Linked DNA regions of Danio rerio: regions 1 and 3 are each linked to region 2. Evidence: chromatin contacts called from public Hi-C and HiCAR-type data. All regions are on one chromosome and are shown on one strand. Each heading gives the region's core, a stretch centred on a gene start, on an enhancer-like site or on the middle of the called end of the contact. The rest is flanking DNA. Distances are from core to core; before and after follow the strand shown.

Evidence for each region. A called contact is a pair of places that touch in the nucleus more often than the background predicts. HiCAR-type assays count read pairs that join an accessible place to other places.
Region 1: a Hi-C map of an unstated tissue shows a contact between it and region 2, with 5 times the contacts expected there. The contact joins the promoter of znf362a here to the promoter of miip in region 2. A contact is called at or near these places in 1 of 18 Hi-C or Micro-C datasets (an unstated tissue) and 1 of 4 datasets of contacts at active chromatin or transcription factors (embryo).
Region 3: a contact with region 2 is called in a HiCAR-type map of caudal fin, with 4 times the contacts expected there. The contact joins the promoter of slc45a1 here to the promoter of miip in region 2. A contact is called at or near these places in 1 of 18 Hi-C or Micro-C datasets (an unstated tissue) and 2 of 4 datasets of contacts at active chromatin or transcription factors (caudal fin and embryo).

Annotation. Positions count from the first base shown.
Region 1 is chr11:42,950,110-42,953,538 of GRCz12tu, forward strand. znf362a (zinc finger protein 362a) reads right to left here and starts at 1,642. Exons shown (of 9, transcript NM_001077733.1): 1 at 1,586-1,642.
Region 2 is chr11:43,169,488-43,172,887 of GRCz12tu, forward strand. It overlaps miip (migration and invasion inhibitory protein), which reads right to left and starts at 1,691. Exons shown (of 17, transcript XM_073917125.1): 1 at 1,237-1,691. The coding sequence starts at 1,477. The region is part of intron 1 of LOC141376672 (a long non-coding RNA gene); the gene reads left to right.
Region 3 is chr11:43,299,060-43,302,620 of GRCz12tu, forward strand. It overlaps slc45a1 (solute carrier family 45 member 1), which reads left to right and starts at 1,828. Exons shown (of 10, transcript NM_001374639.1): 1 at 1,828-2,017. All of the region lies in intron 3 of LOC141376672 (a long non-coding RNA gene), which reads left to right.

The DNA.
Region 1 (3,429 bases), core at 392-2,891, 220 kb before region 2:
TAATAACTCATCTCTAATAACTGATTAATTTTATCTTTGCCATGATGACAGTAAATAATATTTGACTAGATATTCTTCAAGACACTTCTATACAGCTTAAAGTGACATTTAAAGCCTGAACTAGGTTAATTAGGTTAACTAGGCAGGTTAGGGGAATTAGGCAAGTTATTGTATAACGATGGTTTGTTCTGTAGACTATCGAGAAAAAACAAAGCTTAAAGGGGCTAAAAATTTTCTCCCTAAAATGGTGTTTAAAAAAAAAATCAAAAACTGCTTTTATTTTAGCTGAAATAAAACACACAAGACTTTCTCCAAAAGAAAAAATATTATCAGACATACTGTGAAAAAATTCCTTGCTCTGTTAAACATCATTTGAAAAATATATAAATTTAAAAAAAAAAGATAATTTTTTTTGAAGGGGACTAATAATTCTGACTTCAACTGTATATATATATATTGTAGATGGAAAAACATTTTTAAAAAAGGAATCATTTACAATGTAACAATTGCATTAATTTAAAAAGTCGAAAAGAAGATTAAATGATATAAAAAAACAGCAATATAAATAAAAGTTAAAAGGATGCTTTCAGGACTTGGGCACTATGGCTGTAATTGCATTGTAATGCATCTTTAAAACAAATAAAAATAATTACAAACACACCGATTATAATGTAACGCATCATTTTATACCTTGCAAACTAGAAAGCTTCCTATTGACATTTAATGAAGTTAGATCAATTCTGTGAGTCACAGGATATCATTTAAAAAAACTGAAAGTGCAAATAAACATCGCAAAACAGCGTGCAAATATCAAATAAACATCAAACGAGAGATTGACACGTCTTGTGGTCTTCAAAATGAACTGATGAAAAACTTACTCAACTTTTTCTTTTATTCTGTCGGCATCCTCGAAAAGCTTCCCAAATAAAAGCGCGCTCTCTTTTGATCAAAGATTACATTAAGAAATCGCTCGCAAAATAACGCGAACGGACGCGTTTGGTGCCTTGCGAGAGCGCAGGTCTCCGGTGTCTGCCTCTCCCACATTCTCAGACAGTTTTATTAAAAATTTCAGACAAAAGGAAAACAAAAATGGCAGCCTGTCTTATTTTTATAAGGACAGGGCGCCATATTCTGCAGATCCCAATTTTTTTAGCGACAAAAAAATATAGCGCGTGCGTTCAGATCCAAGGCGCGACGCGTAAAACGCCGCATTATTTGCATTAAGTGCGCGAATGATTGTTTACTTAGATCTGCAGGTTTGAATAGCCCGGCTGGAGGAGGAAAAAAAGAGAGAGGGAGAAAAAAAAACGAGACTTCCTACAACAATCATGCGATGCGAACAAATCACGCAGATGGAAACAGACGCGCATCAATGTTACATTTCCATCGCGACGCATCAATGCAAAAGCGTGCAATTGCGTTATTGTTGCAACGCGAGCGTGCTTTTAGATGGCTTTCTCTTTTATTTGAACTTTTTTGCTCACTCGAAGGACTACAAGAACTAGCATCGTTTTCGCGCGTCGTGCAAATGTGCCCAAAAAATTAATATGCAGTGGTGAAGATGAGAAGAAAGCGACAGACATACCTTGCACACCTCGACGGAGGATTTATTAGATGTAATTATTGAAAGCTTGAGATGTTGTTTCGGCTTTGCCTTCAGAGGGAGTTTCAGACCTTCCGGGTCGCCTGGTGTTCACTTCTGGGTGCTGCAGCTCCACAGATCCATATATGAGCACATTTACAGCCATCAAATCACTAAAAAACATCTCTTGTGCACATTTCTCGTGTCGTTAGCTATCGTTTGCAGGATATGGAGCATACGTGAATGGAAACTGAGATGATGATTAACTCATATCAGATTCACAAACATATACTGTACATTTACTCCTATTTATACGCCTCAGCATTAAATAATTTTGTCTATGGGGCTTTCAAGGGGGTCTGGAAATGTTTAGAGATTTTAATTAATAATAATAATAATAATAATAATAATAATAAATGTAAAACAAAAATATAATAGAAAAGTTATTTTGAAATATTTTATAAAACTAAAAATATTTGGAGATTTTTATATATAAAAAAATAATAATAATAATAATAATAATAATAATAATGTAAAACAACATTTCACTAGAATAATAATTTAAAATATTTTATTAAACTAAATGTTTGGAGATTTTTATATATTAATTAATAATAATAAATAATAACAAATGTAAAACAAATATACAGAATATTAAATATTTTATGAAACTATAAATGTTTGCAGATTTTTAAAATATAAATTAATAAGAATAAATAATATTAATAAAAATAAACAAATAAATAAATAAAATACAAAAATACAAAAAAAAATATTATTTTAAAATATTTTATTAACTTAAAATGTTTGGAGAATTTTTTATTTAGATTAATAATAATAATAATAATAATAATTTAAAATATTTTATAAAACTATAAATGTTTGGAGATTTTTATATATTATTTAATAATAATAAATAATAACAAATGTAAAACAAATATACACTAGAATATTATATTTTTTATGAAACTATAAATGTTTGGGGATTTAAATTTTTTATATAAATTAATAATAATAAATAATATTAATAATAATATTAATAATAAATAAATAAATGTAAAACAAAAATCCCCAAAAAGTATTATTTTAGAATATTTTATTAACTGGAAATGTTTGGAGAATTTTTAATGTAGATTAATAATAATAATGATAATGATGAGTAAAAAATGTAAAGTAAAAATTACACTAGAATAATTATTTTAAATATTTTATAAAACTAAAAATGTTTTAAGATTTGTAAATATAAATTAATATTAACAATAAATGTCAAACAATAGACTAGAATAATTTTAAATATTTTATTAAACTGTAAAAATGTTTTGAGATTGTGTTTAATATAAATTCATGATCATAAAAATAAATAATAAATGTAAAACATAAATACACCAGAATAATTATTTTAGTGTATTTTTGGCTTTCATTTTTATTATTACTTATTTTTTAGTATAAATAATACAAATTTTAATGTAAAAATATAAAAATGTTTTGAGATTTTTAAAAATGAAAATTCATAATAATAAATAAATGTAAAACAAAAATACAATAAAATAATTATTTTATTATTTTCATTTATTATATAATATTGAATAATAATAATATGTAATATATAATAATATGTAAAATCAATATACACTAGAATAATAAATATTTTATAAAACTATAAATGTTTTGAGATTTTTAATTATAAATTCATAATAATAAAAATAAATAAATGTAAAACAAGAATACAATAAAATAATTATTGTAAAATATTGTATAATACATTAAAATAATAATAAATTGTATAAATTAGCAAAAGCTGAAATGTGGATTAACTTTGATCACAAAGTCTAAAACCTATAATGTGC
Region 2 (3,400 bases), core at 441-2,940:
CTCAAAAATTTCAACTGATGATATTTCTTCCCAATTTTAAATGCAACTGTTGTCATGTAGAGCAGAAAATGTAAAATATAGAAACGTCCCCAGACATTAATTCAATTATTTTCCTTCGGCTTAGTCCCTTTATTTATTAGGGGTTGCCACAGTGGAATGAACCGCCAACTTATCCAGCATATGTTTTACACAGCAGATGCCCTTCCAGCTGGGAAACACTCATACACTCTCAAATAATACACTACGGCTAATTTAGTTTATAAAATTCACCTATAATGCATGCCTTTGGACTGTGGGGGGGAAACTGGAGCACCCGGAGGGAACCCACACCAACACGGGGAAAACATGCAAACTCCACACAGAAATGCCAACTAGCCCAGCCGGGACTTAAACCAGCGATCTTCTTGGTGTAAGGCGACATTCAGACAACATGGTGACTCAGTGGTTAGCACTGTCCCCCCACAGCAAGAAGGTCGCTGGTTCAAGCTAGGCCAGGTGGCATTTCTACATGGAGTTTGCATGTTCTCCCCAAGTTGGTGAGAGTTTCGTCTGGGTGCTCTACAGTCCTCCACAGTCCAAACACATGCGCTTTAGGTGAACTGAATAAACCAAGTTGGCCATATAGTGTATGAGTGTGAATAAGTGTGTGTGTGGGTGTTTTCCAGTATTGGGTTGCAGCTGGAAGGGCATTCTCTGTGTAAAACATATGTTGGACAAGTTGGCGGTTCGTTCCGCTGTGGCGAAGTCGTGTTTTTTATGTTCAGAAGAGTAAATAAATCAACATTTGGTGGACTTCATTTTGAAAATGAATGAAAAATGATAAATAAACAATACATGACAATTATTTTATTTGAAATTTGGAAGAAATGTTATCAGAATAAAACAAAAAAGTAGTAAATCTGTAGAAACAGAGTATTTTAAGTCCCTTAATATATTCATAGCTATAAATAGGCAAATATTAAAATCACAATACAGTAGCAACATTAGTTAATATTGTATAAGATAACAATATTACAAATAACAATAACTATTTAATTTACATGAATCTAAGTTACGTTAACGTTACATATCTAAAAAGAGTACGCAAACATTAGCAAAAAGTTCAACTATTGCAGATTCCTGTAACGTTACATGCTTCAAACTGCGGTCATAAGTAGTAAACAAGACCCTGATATGTATCGAATACATCTTCATCGACACAAAAGCTCAACTGAATAACAGTTAGATTATTCTGACCGCATATTTGGATTGTTTTCCTCGCTGTAGAAGCTGAAGCTCGCGGCGGCTGCTCTCCGTTTTTCTCTTTTAAAGGCGCTCGATTTAAGGTAAATCCTTCGCAGACAGAGCTCAGATTTCTGTCCACCTCCTGAGAGTCGGAGATGATCATTTGATGCAGTTTCTCGCTTTGTTTCTTAAGTTTTTCCAACAAATCTCTGTTCTTCTTTCGCAAAGCGTCGAGCTCCTCGAGCGCCGCCATTGCGTCGCCATAGCAACCAGTTAAAAGCTAAGTTCGCGATTCATTATTGGCGGGTCAAACTAAATGGCATACGGTACTTGTACGTATCTGAGGGATAAACGTAACATTATTAAACGATGTTGCGGTAAATGTGGTGAAATAAGAGGTATTAGCAGATCGTAAACTTCCGTCAACACATACAACGGTTGAACTCAAACAATGCGCAGTCCACTGTGATTGGCTCTGGCCATTTCCCATAATGCATCTGTGTGGTCACTTGGCTTGTTTAAAGGGACACACATCTATCTATCTATCTATCTATCTATCTATCTATCTATCTATCTATCTATCTATCTATCTATCTATCTATCTATCTATCTATCTATCTATCTATCTATCTATCTATCTATCTATCTATCTATCTATCTATCTGTCAATATGTCTATCTGTCTATCTGTCTGTCTGTCTGTCTAAAACATTTGCGTTTTAATGTCTTCATTGATTTTCTATAGCTATTGTTAAAGAATACATTTATTTAAAAAATGAACACCCACCATTTTTATTTATCATAAAAAAATAGTTTAGCTTGTAGAGCCTATTGCTTCTTTATTATAGATTACAAATTATATTATTAGACATGTACACTCACCGGCCACTTTATTAGGTACACCTTCCCGGGTTAGACCCGTTTTGCCTTCAGATCTGCCTTAATACTTCCTGGCATAGATTTTGGTCCATATTGACATGATAGCATCACGCAGTTGCTGCTGATTTGTCGGCTGCACATCCATGATGCGAATCTCACGTTGCACCACATCACAAAGGTGCTCTATTGGATTGAGTTATGGTGACTGTGGAGGCCATTTAAGTACAGTGAACTCATTGTCATGTTATAGAATCCAGTCTTAGATGATTCACGCTTTATTACATGGTGCGTTATCCTGCTGGAAGTAGCCATCAGAAGATGGGTACACTGTGGTCATAAAGGGATGGACATGGTCAGCAAGAATACTCAAGTAAGCTGTGGTGTGGACACGATGCTTAATTTGTACTAATGAGCCCAAAATGTGCCAAGAAAATATCCACCACACCATTACACCAACATCAGCCTGAACCATTGATCCAATGCAGGATAGATTCATGCTTTCACCATCGAAATGTCCCAGCAGAAATAGAGAATCATCAGACCAGGCGACTTTTCTTCAATCTTCTATTGTCCAATTTTGTTGAGCCTGTGAGAATTGTAGCCTCAGTTTTCTGTTTTTAGCTGACAGGAGTGGCGCCCGGTGTGGTCTTCTGCTGCTGTAGCCCATCTGCCACAAGGTTGGAAGTGTTTCAGAGAGTTGTGCATTCAGAGATGCTTTTTTGCAGACCTCGGTTGTAACGAGTGGTTATTTGAGTTACTGTTGCCTTTCTATCAGCTGGAACCAGCCTGGCCATTCTCCTCTGGCATCGACAAGGCATTTGTGCAACAGAACTGCCTCACTAGATATTTTCTCTTTTTTCGGACCATTCTCTGTAAACTCTAGAGATGGTTGTGCGTAAAATTCCCAGGAGATCAACAGTTTCTGAAATACTCAGACCAGCTCTTCTGGCACCAACAACAATGCCATGTTCAAAGTCACCTGAATCCCCTTTCTTCCCCATTCTGATGCTCGATTTGAACTGCAGCAGATCATCTTGACCATGTCTACATGCCTAAATGCATTGAGTTGCTGCCACGTGATTGGCTGTTTAGAATATTGCATTAACAAGCAGTTGGACAGGTGTACCTAATAAAGTGGCCGGTGAGAGTATATATATATATATATATATATATATATATATATATATATATATATATATATATATATATATATATATATAAAAATATATATATATATATATATATATAAATATATATAAATATATATAAATATATATATATATATATATATATATATA
Region 3 (3,561 bases), core at 578-3,077, 130 kb after region 2:
GTACTAATGATTTACATTTGATAATCAATACCGACCAAGTGAAAAAAAACTAAAGTATTTTTTTTAAAGATGCGAATATAGTTAATTATTGCCTTTAAAATGGTGTTGGTTTACCAGATCTTTTTGACTTAAGGCAAGACATTACATTAAATAAATAAAGACCCTGACTAAATAAATAGTTCCCCAGTTCATTGGTTACATGTACATTTTTTTTCTATTAAGATGTATTAAAATATACAAATGATACATCATTTAAATTAAATGCACACACACACACACACACACACACACACACACACACACACACACACACACACACACACACACACATTTAAAAGGTATGATAGCATACATATAGACTCCACCATTTAGAAAAGTACACTATATAGTGTATAACTGCAGGTTAACTATCTCTCTCTTTCTATATATATATATACTGTCACTGACTCTCTCTAAGTTTAACTGTAATGTAATAATGTGCATCTTTTGAAAAGCTGCTTAAGACTGATAATTGTTGTGAAAAGCAGTGAGAAAACAGCCTTTAACATGTATTATAGGTTATAGCCAAATAGTTTAATGTCTAAAAAATTATTATACAGATGCAAATTGATAACGTGTGATAAAAATTAGGCAATTAAAAGCATCCTTTTTCATTAGACTGAAAAAAACACTTGATAGAAAACCTAAAATCTAAAAGCTCAAATTAAATAAATATAATTTATTTTCAAATAAAATGCAAAAAAACAAAACCAATAAATATTTTAGTAAACAAAGTAAGCAAAATAAAAAAATAGATATTATATATAGGTAATGAAGTACATAATTTGAATAGTTACTATAATGCTTTTAATATATATTTTTATTTTTTCATTAAATAATTTTACAATAAAACAGATCCCAAATTTGTTTGTCTGTCTATAAATGCAAATTAAATGCAACACAAGTGCACACACACACACACACACACACACACACACACACACACACACACACACACACACACACACACACACACACACACACACACACACACACACACACACATGACTGCATTGGTGCATATGTAATCAGATAATTCAATAGAATAGGTATTATAGCTCACATAGACTCCAACAAGCAGTTTCTTTTAATTTTTAAACACCATTTTAAGGTCAATATTATTAGCCCCTTTAAGCTATTTTTTTCGATAGTCTACAGAACAAACCATCGTTATACAATAACTTGCCTAACTACCCTAACCTTCCTAGTTAACCTAATTAACCTAGATAAGCCTTTAAATGTCACTTTAAGCTGTATAGAAGTGTCTTGAAAAATAGTCAGATAGTATTTACTGTCATCATGGTAAAGATAAAATAAATCAGTTATTAGAGATGAGTTTTTAAAACTATGATGCTAAGAAATGTGTTGAAGAAATCTTCTCTCCGTAATATATATACACTGTTCACCCTAAAGTTTAACTGTAATGTAATAGCGTGCGTCATTTGTAAAGCTGCATAAAAATGATATTGTGAAAAGCACTATACAAATAAACTGGAATTTAATTGAATTTGTGTTATAATATATTTGTTTTTTATTTAAAAAAAATTATATTAATCCAAATTAAGAAAGAAATATAGCCTATGATAAATAAATAAATAAATAAATAAATAAATAAATAAATAAATAAATAAATAAATAAATAAATAAAAGACAAATAAGCAGTGTGAGATGTGCAGGACATCTTGAAGGTCCACATGTCATTTGGAGTGTTTTTGACAGGTGTCAGTTTTCGGCTGATGCTGATGCTGCAGATATATTGGCGCGGGCGGAGGCGATGCCGTGACGTCACGACGGACGGGAGGAGGAGAGATGATGCGAGGACAGGGGGAGACCGGAGGAGCAGCACGATAAAAGCTGAGAAATGACTGCGCCAGAAAGGACGAAAAAAGATGAAACGTTAAACAGCAGCGTCAACGCGATGCGCCGTCCCGTCTGCTGCCTGCAACCCAGTAATGCATGAAGAGCATCCCGGATAAAGGTAATGTTATAGTATCTGTTTGCGTCCGCACGCCTCACAAAGAGCTGCTGTTCTATTTACATTTAAAGCAAGCGCTTTTAACGTGATTATCACACCACTGAAGTGTCATATAGCTGTGTGGTTAAACCGAAAACATGTTTGGCTCTCCAAGCACCCTCCTTCCTATTCATCCATAATTAAACATGTTTGTGAATCAAAGCTAGTGCGCGCGTTTTATTCATGGAGAAAAATCCTCATGTGGATAATCGTGAAATTGGAGCATTGTTGAGATGTGTGCAGGAAGGAGTCTGCAGTTGTGCGTTTTGCTTTCTCAGCTATGGAGAGACCGAGCACATGTGCATTGCGCATCCCGGAGCTGCGCATTGGTTGCAGTGCGTCGTGTGCGCGCGCGAGGGAAGTGTCATATCATGACCTCCTTGAAGAAATGGCGCTTCATCGCGATACTTTTCTAATCATTTGATTAATAAAAGCTACGCTGTGATGCTTCGCACCGTTGCTTCGTATAAGGGTGCTGTTTTGCTTTATTATCTCAATGTCACCATGACCTACACACTCAGTACAGTGGGAAAAAAATATTCACTGGATTTACTCAATTTCTTTTAAAGGAAAGTAGTTGCAAGTAATCTGTGGGCTGAATTTAAACAAATAAATTAAGTTGAACATTATTGAATTTGATTTGTTTATTTAAATTCAGCCCATATAAATTGTTTGCAAGCACTTGTCTTAAAACAATGTAGTAAATCCAATGAATCATTTTTTTCAGTGTAATAAAGGTTGTTTACTGGCATTGATGGGTTGTATAAAGAACGTGCAATATATTTCCAGGGTTTTTAATAGTATAAAAAATCCAGATGTTCTTCTAAAAATACTACTTACTGGAAAGTTTTTTGGGGAACCATGTTTTTGTCTTCTTCACCCTTTGGGACTTTTATTTTGTAAAGATAACTATGCAGTTCGCCATGATGATAACTATATTTACTTACTCCCAGAGCCATTTATTTCAATGTTGATATTTAGACACACTATATTGGTGTTTTGTAACATCTAGTTTTTTATAAGGTGGGTTGTTAGCCCATTGCTCAAGACCCCAATCATACACTACAGACAATTTAGCTTACTCAACTGACCGATAGCACGTGTTTGGACTGTGGGGGAAACCGGAGCACCCGGAGGGAACCCACACCAACACGGGGAGAACATGCAAACTCTACACAGAAATGCCAACTGGCCCAGCCGGGACTCGATCCAGCGACCTGATTTATTAGTATAAATTAACAACAAAACAAATTAATTAATCTCAATTTTCAAGAGTATCTACACTCACCGGCCACTTTATTAGGTATAACATATACCTTGTAGGACCTGGTTGGACCTTGAAGTACTTTTTGCCTTCAGAACTGCCTTAATCCTTCGTGGCATAGATTCAACAAGGTACTGGAAATATTCCTCAGAGATTTTGGTTCATATTGTCGCAGCAGAAATGGAGACTCATCAGACCAGGCAGTGTTTCTCCAATCTTCTACTGTTCAATATTGGTGAGCCTG